4 separate regions of the Mus musculus genome follow, and all the other regions are linked to region 1. Evidence: chromatin contacts called from public Hi-C and promoter capture Hi-C data. All regions are on one chromosome and are shown on one strand. Each heading gives the region's core, a stretch centred on a gene start, on an enhancer-like site or on the middle of the called end of the contact. The rest is flanking DNA. Distances are from core to core; before and after follow the strand shown. Region 1 holds the start of Nt5c (5',3'-nucleotidase, cytosolic). Region 2 holds the start of Ten1 (TEN1 telomerase capping complex subunit). Region 3 holds the start of Mrpl38 (mitochondrial ribosomal protein L38). Region 4 holds the start of Galk1 (galactokinase 1).

The links. Promoter capture Hi-C pulls out the DNA fragments that hold promoters and counts their contacts. Hi-C and Micro-C count contacts between places; a contact is called where the count stands out from the background. Capture Hi-C pulls out chosen DNA fragments and counts their contacts.
Region 2: a contact with region 1 is called in a promoter capture Hi-C map of pre-B cells, with 2.5 times the contacts expected there. The contact joins the promoter of Ten1 here to the promoter of Nt5c in region 1. A contact is called at or near these places in 1 of 39 promoter capture datasets (pre-B cells) and 1 of 115 datasets of contacts at active chromatin or transcription factors (astrocytes).
Region 3: a contact with region 1 is called in a promoter capture Hi-C map of pancreatic islet. The contact joins the promoter of Mrpl38 here to the promoter of Nt5c in region 1. A contact is called at or near these places in 2 of 39 promoter capture datasets (liver and pre-B cells), 1 of 115 datasets of contacts at active chromatin or transcription factors (pancreatic cancer cells) and 1 of 9 other capture datasets (pancreatic islet).
Region 4: a contact with region 1 is called in a Hi-C map of embryonic stem cells, with 2.5 times the contacts expected there. The contact joins the promoter of Galk1 here to the promoter of Nt5c in region 1. A contact is called at or near these places in 4 of 39 promoter capture datasets (cranial neural crest, liver, maxillary cranial neural crest and 1 more), 1 of 484 Hi-C or Micro-C datasets (embryonic stem cells) and 2 of 9 other capture datasets (embryonic stem cells and pancreatic islet).

Annotation. Positions count from the first base shown.
Region 1 is chr11:115,488,899-115,495,732 of GRCm38.p6, reverse strand. Nt5c (5',3'-nucleotidase, cytosolic) reads left to right here and starts at 3,919. Exons shown (of 5, transcript NM_015807.1): 1 at 3,919-4,126; 2 at 4,362-4,462; 3 at 4,535-4,595; 4 at 4,766-4,880; 5 at 4,989-5,308. The coding sequence starts at 3,947. The coding sequence ends at 5,134. It overlaps Armc7 (armadillo repeat containing 7), which reads right to left. Exons shown (of 3, transcript NM_177778.5): 3 at 5,267-6,834. The coding sequence ends at 6,659. It also overlaps the pseudogene Gm11694.
Region 2 is chr11:116,196,492-116,203,325 of GRCm38.p6, reverse strand. It overlaps Ten1 (TEN1 telomerase capping complex subunit), which reads right to left and starts at 4,471. Exons shown (of 4, transcript NM_027107.1): 1 at 4,343-4,471. Acox1 (acyl-Coenzyme A oxidase 1, palmitoyl) reads left to right here and starts at 4,281. Exons shown (of 14, transcript NM_015729.3): 1 at 4,281-4,730; 2 at 4,945-5,104. The coding sequence starts at 4,622.
Region 3 is chr11:116,135,082-116,141,915 of GRCm38.p6, reverse strand. It overlaps Mrpl38 (mitochondrial ribosomal protein L38), which reads left to right and starts at 3,048. Exons shown (of 9, transcript NM_024177.3): 1 at 3,048-3,205; 2 at 3,295-3,474; 3 at 6,591-6,725; 4 at 6,800-6,834. The coding sequence starts at 3,139.
Region 4 is chr11:116,009,435-116,016,268 of GRCm38.p6, reverse strand. Galk1 (galactokinase 1) reads left to right here and starts at 3,550. Exons shown (of 8, transcript NM_016905.2): 1 at 3,550-3,755; 2 at 5,053-5,242; 3 at 5,587-5,706; 4 at 5,893-6,028; 5 at 6,167-6,348. The coding sequence starts at 3,591.

The sequences.
Region 1 (6,834 bases), core at 2,670-5,169:
CACTAGTACAGGGCTGTGCACCACCATAGCTGCCCACTGTAGTACAGGGCTCTGTACCACCATAGCTGCCCACTGTAGTACAGGGCTGTGTACCACCATAGCTGCCCACTGTAGTACAGGGCTGTGCCCCACCATAGCTGCCCACTGTAGTACAGGGCTGTGCCCCACCATAGCTGCCCACTGTAGTACAGGGCTGTGCACCTCCATAGCTGTCCAGGATGGGCTTTTCTACCTCTGATCCTTTGTGTAGGATCAGACTAACATTTAACACTGTCTTAGCACCGGGGCAGATGTAGGAGGCCCTGACTTTGAACCCCTGCAGCTGTCCTGGAACTCACTTTGTAGACCAGGCTGGCCTCGAACTCAGAAATCCGCCTGCCTCTGCCTCCCCAGTGCTGGGATTAAAGGCGTGTGCCACCATGCCCGGCTTTTTTTTTTTTTCCCCTGCAGCCAGTCTTTTCTGTTCCCTTGTCACCTTCACTGTCATCCCATCCCATCATGTGTTCCCACCCCCAATACCAAGGTAGGTTTCTACCTTGAGATCAATAATGGCTAGTGTTCAGTGATGCAAGCTGCAAAGGGAGAGTCCACATAGCTACAACAGACTGCCACACAAACAAGGTGACAGGAAACTTTCTGGGGTGGATGGACAGGAAGGTTCAGGTTGACTGTCACAATGTCCACTTGTGTTTCTGACAGGCTGGGCTCCCTTGCTGGTTATTTGAGCCTAGTACTTACTGGCAAAGCCAGACCTTGGAACTGCTAGGTGTATCTTTAAGAGTAGAGATTACAGGGCCGGAGAGATGGCTAGCAGTTAAGACTTTACTGCAGGGCAGGAGCAAAAGAGAGCTAGATGTTCTAGAGGTCCCAAGTTCAATTTCCAGCAACCATATGGCGGCTCACAACCATCCTGTAATGGGATCTGATGCTCTCTTCTGGTGTGTCTGCAGAGATGGACACATACTCATAGACATAAATCTTTTAAGAAAGCATAAACTAGGTTGTTCTAAAACATTTTACATGTTTGACTGACAGCTGTAGCCTACAATCATTTCTGTGTACTGCAACAGGCTAGCTTGCTGAATGGGTGGGCCATGGCTTTTAAAGGCCTGATTTTCCACTATGAATCTCAGGGAGTAAACCTGTACCCATCCTTCTGAGCCTCCGAGCAAGGGTGGGGCTCCTGGGAAGGGAGTTACCTGGCTGGTGTTCTAACTTGACAGTTGGCCTTAACTTTTATTATAGAGATAAGCACCTGGTGGCAGGTGTTTTGAGGGAGTGGAGGTTCAGCCAGACTCCATTATTGGAGCAGATTTTAGGGGACTGTCTGGAAACATTTGTAGGAGGGGGTTTAACACCCCAAGATAGAAAAGATTCTGTAAAGTCAGATCTTCAAACCATTTTATAAATGGGGTTCGTATGCTTGCTTGGAGGGTTGCTTAGTGCTAAAGAACATTTGCTGGGCCAGGCAGCGGTAGCACACATTTAATCCCAACATTCAGGAAGCAAAGGCAGGTGGATCTCTTGTGAGTTTGAGGCCAGCCTGATCTACAAAGAGAGCTCCAGGACAGCCAGGGCTATGCAGAGAAACCCTGTCTCAAGACAAGAGCATTCACTGTCTTGCAGAAGACCCAGGTTCAGTTCTCAGCACCCTCTTAGCAGCTCACAGCTGGTTCTAACTCTCGCTCCACGGCCTTGAAGCTTGATGGCCTCTGAATGCTTGCAAGTGGCGCACAGATATTCACGTGAGGGGGCAGAGGTGGAGGCAGAGGTATCTGGAATTAGTGGCAAGCCCAGGTAGGGAGTGAATTTGAGGCAAACTTGGATGCATAAAACCCTGTTGCAGCCGGGCGTGGTGGCGCACGCCTTTAATTCCAGCACTCGGGAGGCAGAGGCAGGTGGATTTCTGAGTTCGAGGCCAGCCTGGTCTACAAAGTGAGCTCCAGGACAGCCAGGGCTATACAGAGAAACCCTGTCTCAAAAAAACAAAAACAAAAACAAAAACAACAACAACAAAAAAAACCCTGTTGCAAAAAAAGTAAGGGGTGTGTGTCCAGGAGATGTTGGGAGAAGCCTGAGTTAAATAGGGTAAAGATACAATATGTATGGGATACAATATGTATGTATGGGATTCTCAGAATATTTTAAAAGTTACTGAAAGGGCAGGAGAGAAAAAACAGCAGATGAACTTTAACTCAGTTTATGTGAAAATTGGTTTGGCTTAGTGAAAATTCAGTCCCTAAGTAAGAATTCACCGGGATATGTTGTTGTTGGTTTGTTTTACCAGTTTTGTTTGCTTTTTTGTGTTTTTAAAAAAAATGTTTATAAGGAAAAAAACAAAAAATAAATAAAAATAAAAAGAATAAAGGAAGAAAAGAAAAAAATTGTTTATTTTATTTTTTTAAAAGGTTCTATATTTTATTACTAGACAAACACCCTAATTTAAGACATGAGCAAGTCTCCAGGTTAAAAATGTTGAAATCTGTCTGGTAGGACTGATTGCTGACCACAACTCAGTATAAACCCTCAGTCTTGCCATTGTGTGAATCCTTACAGACCCAGCTTTGTTCTCCTCCAGTGTCTTCTAAGAGAAGAGTTGAACCTGACGTTGTTACCAGTTTTCATCCGGATCCACTGAGGAATGGGGCGATTTTGCTTTTGTTTCTTGGCCAGGAATCGCTTGATTCGGAAAGTCTTGTGAGAAGACATGGCAAGAAGCCGAATCAGGCGTAATGCGCAGGATGGCAGAGGAAAGGAGAACCGAATCAGGCGTAATGCGCAGGATGGCAGAGGAAAGGAGAAGAGCTTTTTTTATTTTTAATTTCATTTATATGAGTACACTGTAGCTGTCTTTAGACACACCCGAAGAAGGCATCAGATCCCATTACAGATGGTTGTGAGCCACCATGTGGTTGCTGGGATTTGAACTCAGAACCCGGGGAAGAGCAGTCTGTACTCTTAACCGATGCTGAGCCATCTCTGCAGCCCAAATTTGTTTAAGATAAGGTCTTCACTAAGTAGCTCTGGCTGTCTTGGAACTCAGAGGTCTGCCTCCTGGGTGTGAGGATTAAAAATGTGCGCCACTACACTCTGCTCCTTTGTTGTTTTAAACTGGCTTTTCTTCAAGTGAGATGTCGGGCTCCATGCTGACAAACTTCTGCCATGGGTTAGAAGTCATGTCTTATCGGGGTGTAGCAGTGCCCACCTTTAAACCCAGCACATGGAAGGCAGAAGCAGGCAAACCTCGGGGAGTTTGAAGCCAGTCTGGTTCACAGAGTTTCAGGACAGCCAGGGCTATGTGGAGAAACCCTGAGTCGGGGGTGGGGGGGGAGTCATTACTCAAATCTGCATTTATAGGTTGGAAAATTGATGTGATGTCGCCATTGACTCTGAAATCTACAAGAATAAGTTGTGTCTCTGTGTGTGAACGCTTAACATTTTCTAGAGGGACATACAAGTTTTCGATTCTACCGGAGACCTCGGGTCCACAGGAAAAAGTAGTGGACGCAGATTGAAAACAATGTTACTGTTTCAAACCAAGTCTGGCTTATGAGTCCGGTCTCTTGAGAGCCCAGCTCATGCCCAGCTCATGCCCACGGTTGTCTTTAAGGGGTCCTTCTCATCCCTTGAACTGGGAGACTCACGATCCTGTCAGCTTCCAGCCTGGACAAACATGGGAGAGGCAAAGGATGCATTCAGCATGCGAAGCAGGTTCCCCATTGCCAAGAAAGTATTTCGGATCTTAGAGGTTATGGGAGAGGGATTCTGATGCTGCACATGAGCGGCAGCCCCGTAAGGGACGCAATGCCATCCTGGGCACCTGGTTGGCCACTCTGTGCAAATGAACAAAGTCCGGCCCGCCCCTACCCCGGTCCCGGAAGCTTGTTTCCGGGTCTGGCATCTTCCGTGCTTGCCGCTGTGCTCTGCGGAGACACCGGGCGTGGCAATGGCGGTGAAGCGGCCCGTGCGCGTGCTGGTGGACATGGACGGCGTGCTAGCTGATTTCGAGTCCGGCCTCCTGCAGGGTTTTCGCCGCCGCTTTCCCGAGGAACCGCACGTGCCGCTGGAACAGCGCCGGGGCTTCCTCGCCAACGAGCAGTACGGAGCTCTGAGGCCGGACCTGGCGGTAGGAGACCCGATGGGGAACCTCTAGGCTGAGTTCTCTTCTAGGCAGCCAAGCTGTGCGAATCCACAGTTCACCCCCGAACCAGAAAGCTTGAAAGGGTACACACACACACACACACACACACACACACACACTAGAACCGAGGTCTCCTGCAGAATCTTTGTGTGTGTGTGTGTCCTCTTTGGGGCTCCCCCTACTGGAAAGCAGGAGCGGGACCAAGATCTCTCTCTTTCAGGAAAAAGTGGCCAGTGTGTATGAATCTCCAGGCTTTTTCCTAAACTTGGAGCCCATCCCTGGGGCCTTGGACGCTTTGCGAGAGATGAACGACATGAAAGAGTAAGGAGGGTGAGGAGGGGGCGGCGGGAAGACGGCCAGTGCCCCAGGCCTAACTGCACCCCTTCTCCGCAGCACCGAGGTCTTCATCTGCACCACCCCACTGCTGAAGTACGACCACTGTGTGGGCGAGAAGGTGCCGGCGCCTGCGCTGATTTAAAAAAATAAACCAGAAAATGGGGGCTGGGTGAAAGGGGTCCCGCGTGTTTGAGGGCTAGTCCCACTTAAGCCCCCATGCCTTACTTATCTTGCATTCTGAGCCTAGCAAGTTCCACTGACCTCTCCCCACCCCTCCCGCCTATACAGTACCGCTGGGTGGAGCAGAACCTGGGGCCAGAGTTTGTGGAGCGGATTATCTTGACTAGGGACAAGACGGTGGTCATGGGAGACCTGCTCATTGATGACAAAGACAACATTCAAGGTTGGGCCAGCCAGTTAACCTTGACAACCCCCAGGCATCTGGCCTGCTGGGATTAAGGAGGAGTAAAAATGACCCAATTACAGAGCGCACGCTGTCTTTACTGCCCAGGCCTAGAGGAGACCCCAAGCTGGGAGCACATCTTGTTCACCTGCTGCCACAATCAGCACCTGGCCCTGCCCCCCACCAGGAGACGGCTGCTTTCCTGGAGTGACAACTGGAGGGGGATCATTGAGAGCAAGCGAGCCAGCCTGTGAAGGACCCTGAGGTGGACAGGACCCTGCCTGGACAGGTGACTTTCTTTAATCAGGGAGCCACTTGAACAGACTGCTTTCCGGCTCCTCCCAGGAGGCCTACACGGGAAAGAAGGAGACTAGCACACAAATACAGTGGAGAAAATCAGGAGGTTTTTAATAAAAATAAAAACCAAACGCGAGGCTTTGGATCTTTGATGCTCCTTTTCCTTTTCAGCTCAGGATGGGAGCGGGAGCCTTCCTTCATCCAGTGGCTGTACGACAGCCCCTCTCCAGCCCTTGTAGATCTCCTTCCTCAGCTTTCGTTGTCCATCTGAGGGGGGACAATGCTGAGTGATCAGGGCCCCCATTTTCCCTAAACTCCACTTCCTGTCAGGACTGCTCTTCGCTTATCCCCTAATTCCATTTTTTCTTCTCAGTGGCAGAGGAGGGCGGGGTAACCAGTTACAGGAGCTCGTTAGACTCTATCGGACCTTTGTGGTCAGGAACTCACTAGGTGGACCAGACTCATCGCTATCCCGCTCCTGTCTCTCAAGGGATTAGATTAGAGGTTGGGCCGCCATGGTCCCCTGACATTAGTTTCTAGGTGTCTTTATGGAAGGTCTGCATCTGAGTCCTGAGGGGTTGACAGTACCTACTGGAGGCTTGTGGCTCCTGAGAGAATGGCAGGAAGCAGACTGGGATAGCCCATGAAAGGTTCATGTTCAGGGCTCCCACCCAAGTGTCAGAAGATCTGACCCATAGGCAAAGGGGGCCAGAGCAACTCTTTTGAAAAGACAGGGATGCCACACTTGGCAGCTGGCACATGAGTGGTCCACAGCCTGGTAAAACAGAAGTCACTGTCTTGCTGTCTAACCCAAGGATCCTATGTAGGGCCTCTCCAGAGAGACAAGGCATGCCCGGGTGCCCTCAGTTCTCCTTCATTCTGCTCTCACACCTGTAGGGCCTTGTTCTTCATGCCCAATGGCCATTTAGTTAACACTCATTAAGCTGTGACACCCAAGGGAAGACACTTCACCTCTGCATTCCTCTTAGGGCGCCTCGCAGAGAGCAGGGCTGTGTGGATAGTTGTTTCTGTTCTGCAGAGCTCTCCAAGTCAATGCTACCATGCCCAGATACTCAGCCTCAACACGGGAGGAGTCAACCCACGGCATTTCCCCAGACAATAAGGCTGATTGATCTCTAGCCATCAAAATTACTCTGGACACTCATGGTACTGGCCACTCTCCCAGGGGCACAGCTTCTTACACGAGGGCATTAGCTGGGCACTGGGGGCAGCAGAGGTGGTGGTCTGTCTGTAGTTTATTGATTGCCAGTCCATGAAAGCCATACCAGCTTTGGTTCTCCTCTAAGCATCTCAAGTCTGGCTTCGTCCCTCCTCCTGTTTTCCCTGGATGCAAACGCCTGTCATGCCAAGACTGCAGCTTGCATGCAGCTGAACAAGCACCACTTTGCGCAGGATGGGCTCAGGATGCTATTAGCCTTCTGCTTCCTATACCTGTGGCAGGATCTTTAAGTGTCCTTGGGTCAGGGCTGCTGTGGGGCCTCAGTCTTTGGCAGTGGGATCCCCAGGGCAGAATGGGCCTGCTGGCTGTGGGCCTCAGCCACCTGGCTCGGCGAGCAGAAGTCCTCTAGGAATATCTGGGCCAGGTTCCGGAGCCGTGTGCTGGCAGAGATGGAGAAGCGCAGCATGCACTGGACCA
Region 2 (6,834 bases), core at 3,222-5,721, 710 kb before region 1:
GTCACTCTGTGGCTTTCTGTTGCAACAGTTCAGGGCAGGTAACATAATATCACTTCTGATGCTAGATTAGGTTCAGACTAAGACATTTCATAAAGGACAGAATCACTCAACAGTAAAGCCATGAAAAGAAAAGTAGATTAGACGGTAGCCTGCATCAACATTAAGTTATCTTCATCAACATTATCTCCATCAACATTAAGTTATCTTAACCGTAGTCATTCTGTAAATGTCCTTATTTGTAGGAAATTTGTACATATTGGTAAATAAAGGAAGACTTACACAAAGTTTCCTTAAACAGCTCCAAAGCAGGGAGTGAATAAATAAGGCTGACCTCCAGGTGACAGATAAAGCAACGATAACTAGAGAAACTGGGTGAAAGGTGGATTGCTTCTTTATTCTCTTACTGAGATCCACCAAAAATAAAAAAATCCATAATTGGTGGTCAGACTACAGAACTCCCTATAAATGGTATAAAAGTCACCTCTCTCTATAATCAACAGAAGTCAGTCTTAGATTGGTTCAAGGTGCCACACTGGGTGGGAAGTTGCCTAGTGTCAGCCTTTATTTTGTCTCCTTCTGACTCACAGACTCAGGACTTGTACCTGAGCCTTTCCTGATACTCAAACAGGTTTTATTTGTCTAGTTTTAGACAAAAACATGTGGCAGGTGGGAGTTGGGTGGCACATGCCTTAATCCCAGCACTTGGGAGGCAGAGGCAGAGGTAGAGGCAGACGAATCTCTGACTTTGAGGCCAGCCCGGTACACAGAATGAGTTCCAGGACAGCCAGAGCTACACAGAGAAACCCTGCTACAAAAAAACCCAAACAAACAAACAGCCATGTAGCTCTATGTGGCTTCTAACTCACAACATTATGTAGTAAACCAGGCTGGCCTCAGACTTACAGAGATCACCCTGCCTCTGCTGCCTGACAACAGTCTTTTTGAAAAAGAGAAAGGGCATTTACTATTGGTGTATACACATGCACACGCGTGTCAGAGCACACAAGTGGAGGTCAGAAGACAGCCGTGTGGAGCCGCTTCTCTTGTTTCAAAACCTTTATGTGGGGCTGCAGAGCTGGCTCAGAGATTAAGAGCTAGCTGCTCTTCCAGAGGCCCTGAGTTCAATTCCCAGCAACCATGTGGTGGCTCACAACCATCTGTGATGGGATCTGATGCCCTGCTCTGGTGTGTCGGAGAAGAACCACAATGTGGTCACGGACATAGAATAAATAAATCTTAAAAACAAACAAATAAACCAACCTTTATGTGGGTTCTGGGACTGACCTCAGGCCTGTGGACTTGCATGCCAGGAAGCAAGTGCCTTTATCTACTGAGCCATCTCAGCAGCCCAATGTGAACAGCTTGTTGTTTTCCAGACTTCCATGACTCCTCTTCTAGATCCCCTTTTATATCAGATATTTATGTCTCTGACCCTGGGTCTTTCTCCTCTATCTATTGCCCTGCCCAGCCTGTACCCCAACACTGATTTATCTCATTCACTGCAGTGTACTGAGTAATCAGATTTCAAACAGTGTGACTCTGCTCACCCCATTATCATCCCCATGAGGGCAGGGCTCTCTGATGACTGTGTTCTTTGCGCCTACCAGGTTTTTGTTTTTTTAAATAATTTATTCTTGTTCTACATGCATTGGTATTTTGCCTATGTATGTCTGTGTGAGGGTGTCAGATCCCCTGGACCTGTAGTTACAGACAGTTGTGAGCTGTCATGTAGGGGCTGGAAACTGAACCCAAGTCCCCTGGAAGAGCAGTCAAGTGTGTTTAACCACTGAGCCATCTCTCCAGCCCATGCCTACCAGTTTTGGGGCATTATTAACTATGAATGGATAAACATCCATGAAGAGAATAAAAATCAAGACAGCCATCCTACGCTTGCTGGGCACTGAGCTCATGCCATACCTCACTACCCTCATGAATGTTAATCTGCCAGCATCTGCCTTTATCAGCAGGCGGAGCTAGCTCTGCTTGGACTGTCCACCCAGGTTAATGGCTTCAATATTAACTGTCAGTCCACTCTCAGAGGCTATCTGAATCCCCTCACCTTGCCATTTCCAATTTTGTACTGATTCTTTTGTTGTTTTTGCTGGTTTCTGTTGTTGTTATTATTTTGAGACAGGGCCTCAATACATAGCTTTGACTGGCTTGGAACTCACTATGTAGACCAGGATGGCACAGAACTCATAGAGATCCACCTGCCTCTGCCTCTGCCTCTGAGTGGGAGGACTGAAGGAATCTCCACCCCACCCAACCTGTACTGCCATTCTTATGCAGCTATAATTAAAACTCATGGTTCAAAGTGCTGCCTTAAACCAAACTAACAGTTCTCTACAACCCAGGCTGGTCTTGAACTTGTGATCTTCCTGCCTCAGCCTCCTGAGTAGCTGATGTTCCAGGCCTATGCCAACAGGCCAGGTCAAACTTCCAATTGTTGATAAATCTGACCATACCTTTCCCTCTCTGAGATACTGCCAAAGGTTTGCCATGTAGTCTTTTCCCTTTACCTCAGTAAGCAATAGCCTTGGTTTTTATCTCATCAATAACTTGTTAATTGTATTTGGGATCCAAGCTTCTGCTAAGAGGAATAAAATTCACAAGAACCCAACTAAACAAGATATCAGTGCCTAAGTGTCCTTGAAAATATCCTCAGTAACAGAACCTTGCTCAGGTATATGGAGCCAGAGCCAAAGGTACAAGCAACAACAATGATATAGTCTTTATTTAACTTCTCAGAATTTTTCTTCTTTTCCCTTTTAAACTTTTAAATTTTGTGGAGCTGAGGATGTAGCTGAGAGGTCTATCTCCTGCATCAAGAAAAAAAAGTGTGCCGGGCGTGGTGGCGCACACCTTTAATCCCAGCACTCGGGAGGCAGAGGCAGGCAGATTTCTGAGTTCGAGGCCAGCCTGGTCTACAAAGTGAGTTCCAGGACAGCCAGGGCTATACAGAGAAACCCTGTCTCGAAAAACAAACAAAACAAACAAACAAACAAACAAACAAAAAAGAAAAGAAAAGAAAAAAGAAAAGAAAGTGCATTAAAATATTGAATTTTGGGGGCTCCATTAACTTTGCATTCAGGCTAAAGCCTTCATTCGTTTAACCCATTCTCAGCACCGTTACTGTAAAAGGGTCTTACATATGTTGTTACAAGGGCAAGTTAGAGAGGTAATGAAGAAATGTAGTTCTTTTTTTTTTTTTTTTTTTTTTTTCGAGACAGGGTTTCTCTGTGTAGCCCTGGCTGTCCTGGAACTCACTTTGTAGACCAGGCTGGCCTCGAACTCAGAAATCCACCTGCCTCTGCCTCCCCAGTGCTGGGATTAAAGGCGTGCGCCACTACCGGCGTAGTTCTTTTTGGTGGCATGAAATCAAATGAAGAAAGAGTGCATTTTACTTAGCACTTAAAGGCTTTTTGAAACAAGGCATTACACAGCCCAGGCTGCCTTCAGTCCGATTCTATATAGCTGATAATGATCTTGGACTTCGTGATCCTCAGACCTCCACTTGAAGTTGCAAGCCTGTGTGTGCCACGGTGCCCAGTTTATGCTGTGCTTTGAGATTATATTTTGGCTTTAGTGCATGCTCGACATCTCCAGCCTACTACTTAGCAATTTTTAAGGAAGAATTAAAAAACAAACTGGTGAAAACTGGCTGTCTTTGAGGCTCAGGAACTCTTTGTTATAAATCCTACGCTAGAACTTCTTAGGCGTAGGTACATCTTCGATGACGATAATGATATGGCAAAGTAAAGTCTAGATTTCAAAATTTCTAGGACCTGCCCTGCCGGTTTAGGTGGGAAAAGACTTGGGCTATAAAATGTAGAGAAACTGGACCTGTTCCCTCTCGCTTTAAATCCAGGCCCAGTGCATAAACCCGGAAGCTCCGCAGGACCAGGTCCTTGCATCCCAAGTCTCTAACGTCAGTCAAGTCGGCAATATTTTTAGCCAACGACAATGAACCGTCTCCCGAACGTAACCTTTGTCCTGTTACCCTTTCGCTCCAATTTGTTTGGGTTCCAGTAAAATCAACAGCTTTCCTCTATTAGCCTCCTCACCCCGCCCGAGACCCTTGACACCCATTCCCTTCTGGTTTCCGGGGACACTGTGGTGAGAGGACCCCCCCCCCACACACACACACACCCACCGCCCTAGCCTGAAAGGAGGTGAGTCCCACAGCGCAGGCGCAATCCCGCCCCTCAAGGCCCTGGCCAATCGGTTGCGCGCGTCTCCAGGGCTCTTTTCCTCCCGGAAAGATCACGTGAACCTGGAGACGTGAGGTCCGGGAAGAGCCCCACTCCCTTTCCAGTGCCACTGCGGTCCCTTGACCTTTTACCTTGCTTTCCTTGGCGAGGAGCCGCTCGGGGACCTCCCCTGGCCCGCAGCAGGGGATTCGTCCGTCCGGCGGGCGGTACCAGCGTCGGGGATTGCAGCCGGTCACGTGAGGAGTGGCGGCGGGGACGGGGCGGGGACGGCTCGAGGGGGCGGGGCCGAGGGCTGTCTCGCTCCGCTCATAGGGCCTGGTCGGCGCCTGAGCTGCGGAGACAGGTTGTCATCGCTTTGGTGCCTGTCACTTCTGTCGCCACCTCCTCTGCCCCCAGCACTGGTCTCCGTCATGAATCCCGATCTGCGCAAGGAGCGGGCCGCCGCCACCTTCAATCCAGAGTTAATCACGCACATCTTGGATGGTAGTCCGGAGAACACCCGGCGCCGTCGAGAAATCGGTGAGCCTGGAGGGCCGGGCCTCTTATACCGAACCAGGCGAAAGACCCCCGTGAATGAGGATTTGGGGCCTCTGGAGTTGAGGGGAAGCGGGGACCCCTACTTCGATGGGCGTCCGGTGTCAGGATTAGGAGGGGAACGTCCTCTGTTCTAATCTGATGGGAGTCAGGGAGGGTGAGTACCTGTTTCTCTTGATGTCATTTAACCCTCTTTCAGAGAACTTGATTCTGAACGATCCAGACTTCCAACATGAGGACTATAACTTCCTCACTCGAAGCCAGCGTTACGAGGTGGCTGTTAAGAAGAGTGCCACCATGGTGAAGAAGATGAGGGAATTTGGCATCGCAGACCCTGAAGAAATCATGTGGTTTAAAAAGTAGGTGTATCTTAGCACATTAGTGTATGCCCAAACTACAGCTGCAGTCTGGGGAGGTCTTCTTACCGCGCATGTCGTTTAAAGGCTTAAATTGAATACTTCATGATTCAATTTTATGTGTGAAAAATAATATTACTTTTGCATCTAGATCTTTTAGTAGGATAGCATAGCATAGTTGTAAAAATGCTAATAATGAACGGTTGTGCCCAAAATTGTTTTTTTTTTTAATTTTAACAAACTTTAAGGGATGGTGAGGTGGCTACCTGGCCTAATCATCTAATTTCAATTTGTAGAAAGAGAGTCACCTCCCTTAGATTGTCCTCTGACCATTTGCTAGAGGTGGCTGTTGTACCCCCACACACAATAAGATGAAACTTTAATTTATAAAGTTCTTTTGAACTGGGCCACGGTGACCCATGCCTTTAATCTCAGCACTTCGGAGGAGGCAGAGGCAGAGGCAGGCTGATCTCTGATTTTGAGACCAGCCTGGTCTGCAGAGCTAGTTCCTGTTCGTCAGCCAGGGTTACATGGCGAAACTGTGGGAGAGGGTGGGCCAGAAGGCCGGGCAAACACTAGTGAAGCCCGCTGGGGGGATGGGGGAGACAGAGAGGCAAATAATAAAAAAGCTTTTTGTTCCAAACATCCCTATGAAAGTTCTTTAAGTGCAAAGTGAACCTTCACTTTGTAAGAAAGCTTCCCGATACCAAAGGTGTGGCGCAGTGGAACACAGATTGCCTAGTGTCTCAAGGCTGTGGGTTTGAGTCTCAGCACTGAAGACAAAACAGAGAGGGGGTGGCGAAATCCGCCTACTGATTTTCTGAGGAACTGTATTGCAAGACCAGACATTGAACTATTTTGGAACACTATCAGATTCTGTTTTTATGTAATGGGTAGTTTGAGTATAAAGTAATAGAAAGTGTGAGAGTCCGTGGAGAACCTGTCAGACCTCAGAATGAATCCGATATTCTCAGAACCACATTCTAAGAACGTCGCATTGTCGGATGGAATGCTGGCGTTTCCTACTGGCTGGCCGGTCGGGAAAACCCGCTTTAGTCTGCGGTTGAGGAAAGCCGCTTTTTCTCAGACGCTCATCTGTTGCACTTTGCTTTTCTGTTATACATAAGGGGGCTGGAGACATGGCTCAGTGGTTAAGAACACCGTCTGATCTTCAGGGGACCCAGGTTCAATTCCCAGCACCATCACAACTGATTGTAACTCCAGTTCCAGGTTATCTGACACCCCTACATAGGCGTACATACAGGCAAAACACCAATGCATATGGAATAAATAAGTCACTAAAAAGGACTTTTAAAAATTACATATAAAGGTCCCCCTTCCCCTTTAGCCTCAAAGTCATCCTCGCACAAGGTGTTTTGCTTGCGGTGGCTCTGCTGCTTCTCCTTTATTTCCTTTAAAACTTCTGTTGGGTTTTTACATAATAGAGGAACTCGTCAGCGTGTTCATTAATAAAGATAAAACTGGGAGGCTGGAGATACACCTCGACAGTATAGAGCCCTTACCTACCATGCACAGCTAACTAGGTTTAGTCCCCAGCATTTATAAATAAATAAATAAATAAATAAATAAATAGTAGCAGGGGTCAGTCATCTGTTAAGAGCACTGGCTGCTCTTCCCGAGGTCCTAAGTTCAATTCCTAGCAACCACATGGTGGCTCACAACCATCTGTAAAGTTGAGACCAGGAGAACACTCACTTTTGCCTAGCATGTTC
Region 3 (6,834 bases), core at 1,799-4,298, 650 kb before region 1:
CCAGGGCTATGTAGAGAAAGCTTGCCTCAAAACAAAACAGAATACAATGTTTGCTTACTGCTCCTGTTATTTGCTGGAAAACAAACCACAGAACAGGCAGCCACCTCTGGAGAAAGCTGACCTATTGAAGTGGCCATCTTACACCCTTTTCTCTGGCACCTTCGGGACACCTGGAGAAGTTAATTTTCCATTCCTGTCTCAAGGGTGGAAAGAGAGCTTCAGGGATTGCAAAAACCCTGCACGGAGTGACAAGTAGCAGGGCCAGGGTTTGAGTTGTGCCCAGGCCAAGTCGCAGGCTCAACCACATCTCCTTGATGCCCCACAGGGGAGAATGTGATATACAAGGCAGGCATGGTACCCGCTGGGACTCAGTCCTCCTAACACATAAGCAGTCCCAAGTTAACCCTGAATGGAGAATCGTGGGTCGAAAGGATCAGCTGGCATTATGGGGCCACCTTGCATTTCTGCCATCTCCCAAAGGGAAAGGGGGTGACTTCCAGCACATGGGATGACAGGCAATGCAAAGAGACTCCCCAAAACCTTGGTCTTCCTGAGTAGTGAAGCGAGCTTAGGAAGAGTGTGAGCTTAGCTGGCTGTGCTAGTGACAGCAGTGATCCCAGCACTCGGGAGGCTGGCTGTGCTAGTGACAGGTGTGATCCAGCACTCGGGAGGCTGGCTGTGCTAGTGACAGCAGTGATCCAGCACTCGGAAGGCTAGCTGTGCTAGTGACGGGTGTGATCCCGCACTCAGGAGGCTGGCTGTGCTAGTGACAGGTGTTATCCCAGCACTCGGGAGGCTGGCTGTGCTAGTGACAGGTGTGATCCAGCACTCGGGAGGCAGGCTGTGCTAGTGACAGGTGTGATCCAGCACTCGGGAGGCTGGCTGTGCTAGTGACGGGTGTGATCCCGCACTCCGGAGGCTGGCTGTGCTAGTGACAGGTGTGATCCCAGCACTCGGGAGGCTGGCTGTGCTAGTGACAGGTGTGATCCAGCACTCGGGAGGCTGGCTGTGCTAGTGACAGCAGTGATCCAGCACTCGGGAGGCTAGCTGTGCTAGTGACGGGTGTGATCCCGCACTCAGGAGGCTGGCTGTGCTAGTGACAGGTGTGATCCCAGCACTCGGGAGGCTGGCTGTGCTAGTGACAGGTGTGATCCAGCACTCGGGAGGCTGGCTGTGCTAGTGACAGGTGTGATCCAGCACTCGGGAGGCTGGCTGTGCTAGTGACGGGTGTGATCCCGCACTCAGGAGGCTGGCTGTGCTAGTGACAGGTGTGATCCCAGCACTCCGGAGGCTGTAGGCTTGAGAATTAGGAGAGTCTGCGACACACTGAAAGATACTGTCTCATAAAAATATAAATAAAAGTGATGCTGGGCAGTGGTCATGTATGCCTTTAATCCCAGCACTCAGGCAACAGGGGCAGGCAAACCTCAGGATTCAAGGCCAGCCTGCTCTACAGAGTGAGTTCCAGGACAGCCAAGCTACACAGAGAACCCTGTCTCAAACACCAATTTGAGGCTGTGAGTAACAATCTAGATGAGAGGGGGCAAGAGTGAGTGTGTCAGAAGACTGCCTGCTGGGGAAGGAGCAGAGGGCAGAACTGCACCTGGTGGCATGAGGGGCACTGGAAGTGCTCCCAGGGACCTTGACATGTGTCAGGAAGATGTGAAGAAGAATTCAAATCTCTGACGTGAGGCAGTGTGGTATCACCACACGCCTGTAATCTCAGCATTTGGGAGGCCATGGTAAGAGGAAGAGGAGTGGACCAAGGCAGGGAAATCAGGAGAGGAGGGAGGGGAAACTGGGGTTTGGGATGTAATATACAAGAAAATAAAAATGACTGTCGTGAGTTCAAGGCTACAAAATAACTGCCAAGTAGGCAGGGGTATATAGCAAAAACCTAGCTCATTTAAAATTAATATTGTTAGAGCCATTGCTTCCAGGCTGGATATGTGTGAATCCTTGTTAGGTCTCTCAAACAGTTGAAATACAAACAAGATCCTCTCTTCAGAGCTTCCCAGACAGGGAGAATCAGAACGAAGAACAGGCTACCTAGCTGAGCAGTCTCCACCCACTCGTGGAGACACCATGACTCTTCAGCAGTACAAGGGCAGAGAGAGGAGCTGGAGAGACTCATATAAGAGGGTTCAGAAACAAAAGGATAAAACAGCAAGTGAGACCATATGAACACCCTGCAAGTGTTCAGTTCCCCTCACACTCAGCAAGAACCCTTCAGTACCCATCAACTCCTCAAGGCAAGGCTGTGGTGTCCTGACCTGTGAACTCCAACACTTGTCAGACAGCAGCTGCTCACTATTGGAGGAATTAGAAGTGATGGTGAGAGGCTTAGCTGCCTGGGTGCTGTGGAATTTAAGCTGTGGCCATTTCTGCTGGATATCGAGACCTCACTGCATTTCACTGTGAGTTCAAGGGTCAGACTTCTGTTAGCAAAAAAACTAGCAGTCATTGGCCTGGATTGGGGATGTCAGGACTTCCTTGAGAGAGCACTTCGGGGCCGGCAGGTCACAGAAGGAGAAGACAACAACAGCAGACACCTTGTGATCTGGGGAGAAGCTGAAGGAGTAGAGCTTTGCTATACTGGAAACTTGAGTTCCAGGGCAGAAGGGCTGAGGCTGGGTCAAAAAGCGGTAGAGAGCACTAGAACTGTGAATTGGAGATGATCAAGAGAGAACAGATGCACCAAGGTGCAAATCCTGCGAAGCGAGCACTATTATTACCTGTTTTATTCCCAAGTCTGACTCCAGAATCCTCCTCTATCAATCCCTGTGTCAGGGCCAGAGGAAGGTGAGTGAGATCCCTGGGGTCAAAACCCATAGTTGTTCTTGAAGCTGTACCTTTGTGCTGCCTCCTAGTGGCAGCTCTCAGCCCCGCGCGATCCAACAGGCATCTTCCGGGCCCGCACTATCAGACCTCTCTTAGACTTTGCGCCAATGGGAAGGTCCCAGGACTTTCAGCATTACGTCAGGAGCTTGAGACCGCGGGGCGGGGCGGGGCGGGGCGGGGGGCGGGGTCTCCCACGGGGCGGGGCTATGGAGGCGGAGCCTCCCGCCGGACGCGCAGGCTTCTCTCCGGCCACCTCTGTCTGGGTCCTACGGGCGTCTTTGGCGACCTGGGGGAAAGATGGCGGCGCCCTGGTGGCGTGCGGCGTTTTTCGGAATTGGGAGATGCCGGGGCTTCAGCACCTCGGGTGAGTGGTGTGAGGTCGTGGAGCTCTTGGGCCTCTGTAGCTCCGGTCGCGGTCCTAAGCCTGCGTGACGTCCCTGTCTGTGCCCGCAGCCTTCCTCAGCCGCCGGACACCCCCGCTCGGGCCCATGCCCAACGAGGACATCGACGTGAGCAACCTGGAGCGGCTGGAGAAGTACCGGAGCTTCGAGCGGTACCGCCGCCGGGCGGAGCAGGAGGCGCGCGCCCCGCACTGGTGGCGGACCTACCGGGAGCATTTCGTGAAGGAGACAGGTGCGGGAGCGACGTATTCTCCCCCAGTTTGGTCCCCGTGGGCCCCCGGAACGAGAAGGACCTGCGTGCCCCTCAGACGTGTAGTTCTGAATTTAAGCAAACGTCCAAGTGATATACGCATAGCTTAATCTGTCTGTAAAACTGAGACTCAGCCGGATGGTGGAGGCCCACGCACTTAATCGCAGCGTTTAGGAGGCAGAGGAAAACGGAGCTCTTGACTTAGGGGCTAGCCTAATCTACACCGTGAGTTTCAAGACAGTCAGAGCACACGGAAAAACCCTGTCTTGGGGATGGAGGTGGTAGTATGGGGTAGTAAAGATGCATTGTTTGAAAACGAAAGAAAATGAAGACAAAGCAAAAAACAGAAAAAATTAACAAAAAAGGAAAAGAAAACAAAACAAAAAGATGCATTATTTGGCTTTTTGGTTTTTGTTGTTTGAGATAGGGTCTTATTAGCCCAGGGTGGCCTTGAACTCACTGTGTAACGAGGATGATGGAGGACTGCCTTGTTCCGCCTCCCAGTTAACTGAGAGTGCAGCTGGGAACCACCAAGGCCTGGCTAGAGATTAGGGCCTCACTATATAGACCAGGCTGGCCTCAACCCACAAATCCACCTGCCTCTCTCTGCCTCCCAAGTTTTGGAATTAAAAGCATTTGCCACCAGCTGGTGCCCCATCTCCTTAAATCTGCCTAAAACTATTACTAACTCTACCCAAGACTTAAGTGTGCAGCCTGGTCTACAAAGTGAATTTCAGGACAGCCAGGGCTAAACAGAGAAACCCTGTCTCGAAAAAACAAAAAAAAAAACAAAACAAAAAAAAAGACTTAGGTGTGTGTTGTGTTCATAACCACCTTTGAATCATGTTTTTCTTTCCTTGTTTTTCTTTCTTTCTTTCTTTGTTGTTGTTTTAAGACAGGGTTTCTCTGTGTAGCCCTGCCTGTCCTGGAACTCATACAGACCACGCTGCCCTTGAACTCAGAGATCTGCCCACCTCTGCATCCTGGGTGCTGGGATTAAAAGTGTGTGCCATCACTGCCCAGTGTTATAATTATTTAATCTCAGTCAGGGGTTTCTACTCACCTTTGATCATTCAACTCCTAGATACAAGTCACAAAGCCTTAAAGCACTAGAGCTGGGCACATATCTACTCAATACTGTTATGTCTACTTCTCTGCCAGTAACCCCGAGATATGACACTTCCTCCAGCTGGACTGCCCTCATGGCCAGTTTTCATGGTCCCTAACCCCATGGCATCTTCTGTGTCCACTTTCTCTCTCTCCCTCCCTCTTAGTCCCCACCTCAGACACCCAGCCTGGGAACCAAAATCCCACCTAGCTCCCTTCTGCTCAGCTGTAGGCATCGTTATTCACCAATCAGGGATAACTTTGGGGGCAAGGTTACATAGCATCACTTGTGTCTAGGGTCTACCTGAGAATCCCTTCTCCCTGGGGGCAACCAGAGCCAGTATTTAGCATTGCAATACACAGCAACAGACCAAACCTCCATAGCCCAGCTACCTTTGAGTCATTTGAAAGGTGATTCTGATAACCAGTTAGGAAACCCATCTGCCTCAGTTTCCCACGCTGGGACCCAGTCTGGGGTCCAGATGCCAGAGTTTTACTTTATATCTCATTTGCTGTATGGCTGAGCCCTGTTCAGTTCCGGGAAGCAGACTGCATAGGTCAGCTTAGTGGGTCAAGTGTTTCATCCTTTCCTGGAGTATCAGGGGGACAGAACTAGATAAAGTCAGGCTGCTCAACAATGATGTTTGATTTGGGGCCGGGGTGTTGGTCCAGTGAGGAAAAGTGTCTGCTGTACTCACCCCACCCTCAGAGCGTGAAGACCCGAGTGAGGCTCTCCCACATCCACACAGAAGCCAGGCACAGTGTCTGCTTCAAACCCCAGTGCTAGGGGTTGTGGTTCCCAGTTCCGTTTCAACACTGGAGTTGTGAACTCTGCTCAGGCAGACAAGATGGGAGGTGTTAGGTTACCAACGTAGCCTAAGTTCCCCAACCTGGGTGAGAAATGAGGCAGGCTGAGGAAATGCATGCAGGGCCTGTGATGAGCTGGGGGGGAGGGTGTCCTGCTTAGCTGAGGGGTGAGTGTCCTGGAGCGCTGCAGGGCCTTCTGTGGGAGACTTAGGTGGGGCATCTCCATATGACTAAGGCTTCTTGATGAGAGAGACAGTCCTTGCTTGTCCATACTGTTCATTGGTGGTGACAGTGGATGCATACAACTTACTCAGGGTAGACCAGAGACTAAACAGGAAGGAATGTCCAGGAAGGTTCATTGGCTAAATCCTTGGGGCCAGCCCATCCAGATTATCATGGAGAACTGTTCCGTGCTGTGTGACTAGTGGTCACCATCCCCATGTGAGGTGTCGTGGTCACGTACTCAAGGAACCAGGTCAGGAGCAGATGAAACGCCTGCGGTCTCAGATATGAGAACACCGGGGCTCCTAAATCCATACAACATTCCCAGTTTTTGTCTGTGACACGCTTCCACTTGTCCCACAAGGGGTGGCCTAACACGCAGATCTTTGGAGCACACTGGCCAGCCGGTCTAAAAAATCAAGTTACAGCTTCAATGAGAGACCCTGTCTCAGGGGAAAAAGCTAACACTGAGGGCCAGCCATGGTGGCACACACACAATATTTTTTAATATTTATGTATTTATTTTATGTATGAGTCCACTGTTGCTCTCTTCAGACACACCAGAAGAGGGCATCGAATCCCATTATAGATGGTTGTGAGCCACCATGTGGTTGCTGGGAATTGAACTCAGGACCTCTGGAAGAGCAGTCAGTGCTCTTAACTGCTGAGCCATCTCTCCAGCTCCCATACACACACACACCTTTAATCCCAGCACTTGGGATGCAGAAGCAGGCAGAACTCTGAGTTCGAGGCCAGCCTGGTCTACAGAGTGAGTTCCAGGACAGCCAGGGCTACCTTGATTGGGGTGTTGGGGGTCAGTGTGGAATGAAGGGCGTTGGAGCAAAACACTTCAATCTCTTGCTTACACACACACGGACATTTACAACCACACACACACTTAAGGACTCAAATTTAAAGAGAAGATTGGGCTCTGCTTATCCCAACATGTCTTACTTCTCTAGATCCCAAAGACAAAATTGACATTGGGCTACCCCCACCCAGAGTCAGTCGGACCCAAAAGCTACTGGAGCGGAAGCACTTTCTGCGGGAACTTCGTGCCAATGTGGAAGAAGAACGGGCAGCCCGCCTCCGCACGGGTGAGCCTCCCAGAGGAGGGGACCCCGGCGCACCCTCTCCACACTGTATCCAAACGATGCTGTTCCCCCCCCAGCTAGCATCCCACTGGAGGCAGTGCGGGCAGAGTGG
Region 4 (6,834 bases), core at 2,301-4,800, 520 kb before region 1:
AGCCCTGGCTGACCTTGAACTCCTTCTGTAAACTCAGAGATCTGGCTGCTTCTTGTCTCCAGGGCTGGGATTAAAGGCATGCACCCCTAGGCCATGCTTGACTATATACTTTTTTTTTTTTTTTTTTTTTTTTTTTTTTTTTTTTTTTGAGACAGGGTTTCTCTGTGTAGCCCTGTCTTCCTGGAACTCACTCTGTAGACCAGGCTGGCCTCGAACTCAGAAATCCACCTGTCTCTGCCTCCCAAGTGCTGGGATTAAAGGCGTGTGCCACCACCACCTGGCAACTCTATATTTTCAAGGCCACTCTCAGTGGCATATTTCTTCTGGCCAACTCCACCTCCTAACTTCATAACCTCCTCCAAACAATGCTATTGAACGGAGAGCAGGTACTCAGCTATGTGTGCATATGAAGGCAATTTTTCACTCAACTCTCCATGGAGCATATGTCTGTAATCTGAGCATTTTGGAAGCCCAGTCAGGAAGATTGGGAAGTTCAAAGCCAGCCAGGCAGAGGTGGCACAAACCTTTAATCCCAGCATTTAGGAAACAAGAGGCAGGCAGGTCTTTGAGTTTGAGGCCAACCTGGTCTACGGAGCTGGTTCCAGGACAGCCAGAGCTACACAGAGGAACCTTGTCTCCTAAAACCAAACCCAGCCAACTAAAACAAAAAATAAAAAATAAATAAGGACAGACATGGTGTTTAATCCCAGCACTAGGGAGACAGAAGCAGGTAGATGTCTGTGAGTTCCCTGTGACTCAAGACCAGTCTGCTCTACATAGTGAATTCCAAGTTTGCCAGGATGAGAGATCTTGTCTTGAATTAGCCTTGAACTCCCAAAGATCCACTGGCCACTGCCTTCTGAATGCTGGAATTTAGGTGTTTACCATCACACCAGATGTGTGTGCGTGCACATGTGTGTGTGTGTGTGTGCTAGTGCGCGCATGTGTGCTTGAGTCAGGGTCTCACTATTGTAGCCCTGTTAAATAAATTTTTAAAAAAAGTTTTAGACCAACCTGGGTAACACATTGTGCCTAAAAACTAAGATCCCCATTCCTCAGCAAGCATAGGGTGTAATTAGATCAGAGGAGGTCAGGTTTGAGACTGTCTGCCTCCCGACCAGATGGTGGGAGCCTCCAGGCCTTTTATCTTTCTGGCCAGTTGCACAAAGGAGAGTCTAATAATGCCAGCTGAATTAATGGAAGTCTGATAACGAGAGCAAACACTTAATCCGCGCTCCCAAGTATCAGGTGCACTGCTGGGCACTTTAGACATAAAGGAACCAATCACAGCAAAGAGACAATCACAGCCCTATTGCAGAAAGGAGCAGCTGAAGTTCAGCCAGGTTGAGTCTGTGACCCAAGGTCCACTCAACAGAATTGTGGGCTGTTAGATTTCGAACTGAGCTGGGTAGAGAATGTGAGCAGAGACGGGGCCGCTGCGTCCAACTCTGACACAACAGCACGGTGCCTTGGAGCTGGTCGTGGCTTCTGACTTTCGTTTCAGACAGCCCCAAAGGTCACAAGACTTGCCTTTTGTTTTGAGTTATGCAAAAAAGAAAAAAATTGCTGTATTGAAGTGTATTCAAAAACAGGCTGTCAAAAGAAATTAGTCAACAGGATTTGTTATTGTTTGGATTGTCCGTTTTCCTGACCCAGGGTCTTACCTAGTAGGAGCTAGCCTGGAATTCACTATGTAGCTGAGGGTGACCTTGAACTCCAGATCTTCTGCCTGTCTCCAACTCTTGAGTTCTGGGATTAAATGTATATGCCGCCATACCTGGCTAGGATTCCTTAGTGTTTGCCTCTTAGATGCTGGGAATACGGGGATTTATCAAAGTCCTCCAGCCATCCTGTCCCTTCAGTCCTGTCTCTGTCCCAGTCCCGTTCCCCCTCCCCATCCTTCCTTATCCCACTTGAGACAGGGTCTCACTGTGTAGCCCTATGTAAGGTACCTTGGTCTTGAATTTGCCACAACCCTACTTCTGCCTGCATCTGCCTGCTTCTGCTTCCTGAGTACTGACCTGTGCTATTAGAGCTTGCTTCTTTCTTTCTTTCTTTCTTTCTTTCTTTCTTTCTTTCTTTCTTTCTTTTTTTCTTCCTCTCTTCCTTCTTGTTGATTGTTTTGAATGCCGCCTTCTTCTTCTCCTTCTTCTTCTTCTTCTCCCTCGGCTGTCCTGGAACTCACTCTGTAGACCAGGCTGGCCTCTGAACTCAGACATCTTCCTGCCTCTTCCTCCCAAGTGCTGGGATTAAAAAGCTGTGTGCCACCGTGCCTGGCTCACATACTGCTTTCTTTTCTTATTTTCTTTCTTTTTTTTTTTTTTTAGAAGATCACACCTTCTTTTTTTGTTGTTTTGTTTTTTTTAAAGATTTATTTATTATATGTAAGTACACTGTAGCTGTCTTCAGACACTTCAGAAGAGGAAGTCAGATCTAATTACGGATGGTTGTGAGCCACCATGTGGTTGCTGGGATTTGAACTCAGGACCTTTGGAAAAGCAGTCAGTGCTCTTAACCACTGAGCCATCTCTCCAGCCCCACATACTGCTTTCTTGATTTACATGTCTTTTGTTAACAAAACCTGTTTATTTGTTTTCTAGACAGAATCTTAGCCCAGACTGGTTTCAGACTGCCGCTCCTCCGGCCTGAGTCTCCCATGTGCTGAGATGGACTACTATGCCTGGCTTGGAAATTATTTAATTTTTGAATAAGATAGTACATTTATTTGTGTGTTTCTTTTGAATGCATGTGCTCTCTACCACTGAGCTACACCCCCTACCGTTCTCCACTCTTACTGTCTTACATTTTAGTCCTTCTGTTAGAAGGTTTCACACAAGGTGACCAGGAATAGCTAGGAATCCAGGCAAAGATTTGGGCCAGCATGAAGGCTTTAGATGGTCATGTCTCTGAGACCAAGGCTCTTGTGGAGGAAGCAACTGCTAGGGGCCAACAACATTAGCCATCTTTGCAGTAGCCTTTGCGTCATCGAGGAGTGCCTGAGCTTGCTTCCTGCCGGCCACTGGATGAGATGAACTTCAGTCCTCCATCGCCAGGAGCCAGAGAAGGAGCCTGTAAAAGGCTTCGAACCTTGGCTCTCCTTGTTTATCCCTAGACTGTGTACCACATCATCCTGTTAGAGACATGACCGACCAGGGGCTGACGACTTAGCATAACTTCGCTAGATCCTCTGGGACACTCAGCTGTTCCTGTTGCCAGCTCGTGTTGGTGTTGCCCTGGCTGTGTGAGGGATGATGATGATGGGGATGGGAGCGCATTAAGAGGCTCCAGGTTCAGGGATGGATGGGAAGTTCAGATCTCCATTTGTGTTAACTGCTACTCAAGTGGGAGCCCCAAACTCCTGCTAGGACATCACCGAAGATACAAGTTGCAACCGAGTCTCTTCCTCCAGCTGTCAGCTGCCGCGTTGGCTTGCGCTGGAGAGCTAAGTTTGGACCCCGCTCTGCAGGTGGGATGGGCGGGGCCGTCGTAGCGGGGGCGGGGTCCCGCGAAGGACAGGAATGTAAGTCCGCGCCACGTGGCTCCGCCCCCAGCATCCCGCGGGGCGGTGCGCCCAGCTGCAGACGAGCGTCATGGCTGCTTGGAGACCGCCCCGGGTCGAGGAGCTGCTGGCCGAGGCCCGCCGGGCCTTCATGGAGGAGTTTGGAGCCGAGCCGGAGCTGGCAGTGTCGGCGCCGGGCCGCGTCAACCTCATCGGGGAGCACACGGACTACAACCAGGGCCTGGTGCTGCCCATGGTGAGGGGCCGCATTGGGGACCCTTCCTTGTGTGTGCTGGCCCGGCCTGCGGTAGGGAAGGGCTGGCATAGGGGGCACGGGAGGGCGGGTACCCTCCGGGTGGAAGGCGGAGTGAAGCGGTCTAGCAGACGTGAGAGACCCCGGGACGTGCAGTTGTCCACGTGCGAAGACAGGAAGCCAGAGCTGGGGGGAGGGGGGCTGTGCGGTTTGTCTTCTCGAGCCCGCCTTCTGGGGGCATCGCCCACAACTTGGAAGTATGAACCTCTTAAAAATGTGAGGACCAAGGAAGCAATATAAGAGAGTATTAGGCATGGTGGCGCATTCCTAATAGTCCAGTACTGGGGAAGCTCAGGCATGAGAATTGCCACGAGTTCAAGATCAGCCTGAACTACAAAGTGAGTTCCAGGACAGCTTGGGCTGTAAGATTCTTAAAACAAGGAAAAAGAAAAAAAAGGAGGTTATTTAGCCCTCTGACTTTGATTGGGCCCACAGCACCGACCTAGACCTATGCAAAGGTAGACCTGTGTAAATGTAGCTTCCCCCCCCCCCCCCCCCGGCCCATCCCCTTGAATTTACAGAGAAAACAGTAGATCCACAGAGCACTAATGACTCCCTCAAAGTTACACATTCGGTTCTTGGACTCTCAGCCTGGGTCTCTCAGCGCATAAGTAGTTCCTGAACAAGGGATTACCGCGTGCAGAGCTGGGTCCAGGTGGGAGGAAGTCTGGAGCCCCTCTGGGCCTGTTTTTGCATAAGATCACTATCTGTCCCCTTTGGCCCACAGTTGGACGCTAGCTAGGGCAGAGTCCAGGTTCACATTCCTATCACCACTGGCCCCGCCCCTGAAGACCCACAAGGCTGTGCTCTGAGCCCCCAAGGCTAACGCTTAATTGAAGCGCTTTCTCCCATCTCCTTCAAGCTAAGCCTATTCCCTTCACGGCCCTGTGTGTCCCAGACGACAGAACCTTGGGGTTTGGATCCTGGTTGCTTCAGTCACCCTGGGGCTGTTCTAGAACTTCAAGTGACATGAGTTTTCTATTTGCAATGGGATATTCCACCCACATATACTTTTATTAATCCCAGCATTCTGAAGTAGAGGCAGGTGGGCCTCTTAGTTAGAGGATAGCCTGATCTACATAGAAAGTTCCAGACAGGATTGCACAGTGAGACCCTGTTTTCAAAAACTTTAAAAACAAAACAAAACAAAAAGCCAAAAATAGATTCTGTGGCTATGATGTGATCCTGGGTGGACTTCTTCTGTCAGGTGGTATAGACTACACATGCCTACTCCTTCCAGGCACTGGAGCTCGTGACCGTGATGGTTGGCAGCCCCCGGACAGATGGGCTTGTTTCTCTTCTCACCACTTCCAAAGATGCAGACGAGCCCCAAAGACTGCAGTTCCCACTGCCCTCAGCCCAGTGGTCCTTGGAGCCTGGAATCCCACAGTGGGCCAATTATGTCAAGGGAGTGATTCAACATTACCCAGGTATAGGACTCACTCAGGCTGCTTCTGGGAGGATCATCTCACCCCATCTCGGCATTCCTCCAGGGTGGAGCATCCCATTGTACTGATAAAGCCATTGAGGTTCTGGAGGCTTGGAACTTGCCCTAGGTTTCCTTTGTATGATTAGAGGAGCCCGAATTCAATTGTTAGCTTGCTGGCCTCTGCCACCCTAAATCGGGAAGGCTAGTAGGAAGATTAAGCCAGCACACTCAGAGGGCAGCAGAGTGGGTGGCTCCCTGAGTGGAGCAGGCTGGTAAGGCACGCGTTTTTCCTATGTCCACGCTCCCATCTTTATCAGCATCCTTCTTCCCCCCGCCCCCCCGCAGCTTCCCCGCTCGTTGGCTTCAGTGCAGTGGTGGTCAGCTCAGTGCCCCTGGGGGGTGGGCTTTCCAGCTCAGCGTCTCTGGAAGTGGCCACGTACACCTTCATCCAGCAGCTCTGCCCAGGTACCACTTAGCCGCCGCTTTCCCTCTCTGAGATCTCTGCGGCCAGAGCCTCTTCCTTTTCTTGGCTTAGGGAGGGAGGGTGGGGAGTCCCTCTGATTGTCAATGGAGCCCTGCTGCTCCAGGGTGGCCACGCCCCCCATGCCCTCTCCTGGACCCCCAGCTTCCCAACCTCACCCTGTGCTGCAGACTCGGGGGCAATAGCTGCCCGGGCCCAGGTGTGTCAACGGGCTGAGCACAGCTTCGCAGGGGTGCCCTGTGGCATCATGGACCAACTCATCGCGCTGCTGGGGCAGAAAGGCTATGCACTACTCATTGACTGCAGGTCAGGGGCTCCCCTCATATCCCCCCACCTCATAACCAGGAGCTCCTTAGTGGAGTGTGCCAGCTGTCTGGTCTGGGAAGCAGACCCTTGGCTATGACATCCCCCCCACCCCCCCCATTCCAATGTCATTCACCCCAGGTCCCTGGAAACAAGCCTGGTGCCACTGTCAGACCCCAAGCTGGCCGTGCTCATCACCAACTCCAATGTCCGCCATTCCCTGGGCTCCAGCGAGTACCCGGTTCGTCGGCGACAGTGTGAAGAAGTGGCCCAGGCCCTGGGCAAGGAGAGCCTTCGAGAGGTGCGGATGGAGGAGCTTGAGGGTGAGAGCCAGCTTCCCATTTGCTGTTCTAGAAATGGCCGGGCTCCCTGCTAGGATGTCCATATGGCCTACAGTCTGCTCCCTCAACCCCAAGTCCATTCATTATATTCGGCTCACCCCCACCCCAGTCCTCCAAACCTAGGGTTCCAGTTCCAGCAGGGCTGCTATTGGAATAGATCCCAGGCAAGTGCTGTGCCAATGAGCCACATCCCTGCCCTGCTTGAAATCTTAAGCTTGCCCTTTTAAGCCAGGCATGGTGGCGCACATCTTAATCCCTGCACTCGGGAGGCAGAGGTGGATGGGACTCTGAGTTTGAAGCCAGCCAGGGCTATGTAGAGAAAGAGTGACTTTCTTGATCTCAAAGCCTGCACTTTGTCCCATTCATTTTGAAAGCCCCACATGGTAAGGGCCCATGCAGCTGAGCATGAATATTGAGCAGTCTCTATGCCCGCTCCCTGTAAGGGAGTTCTGCATGTTGTTTCCTGCA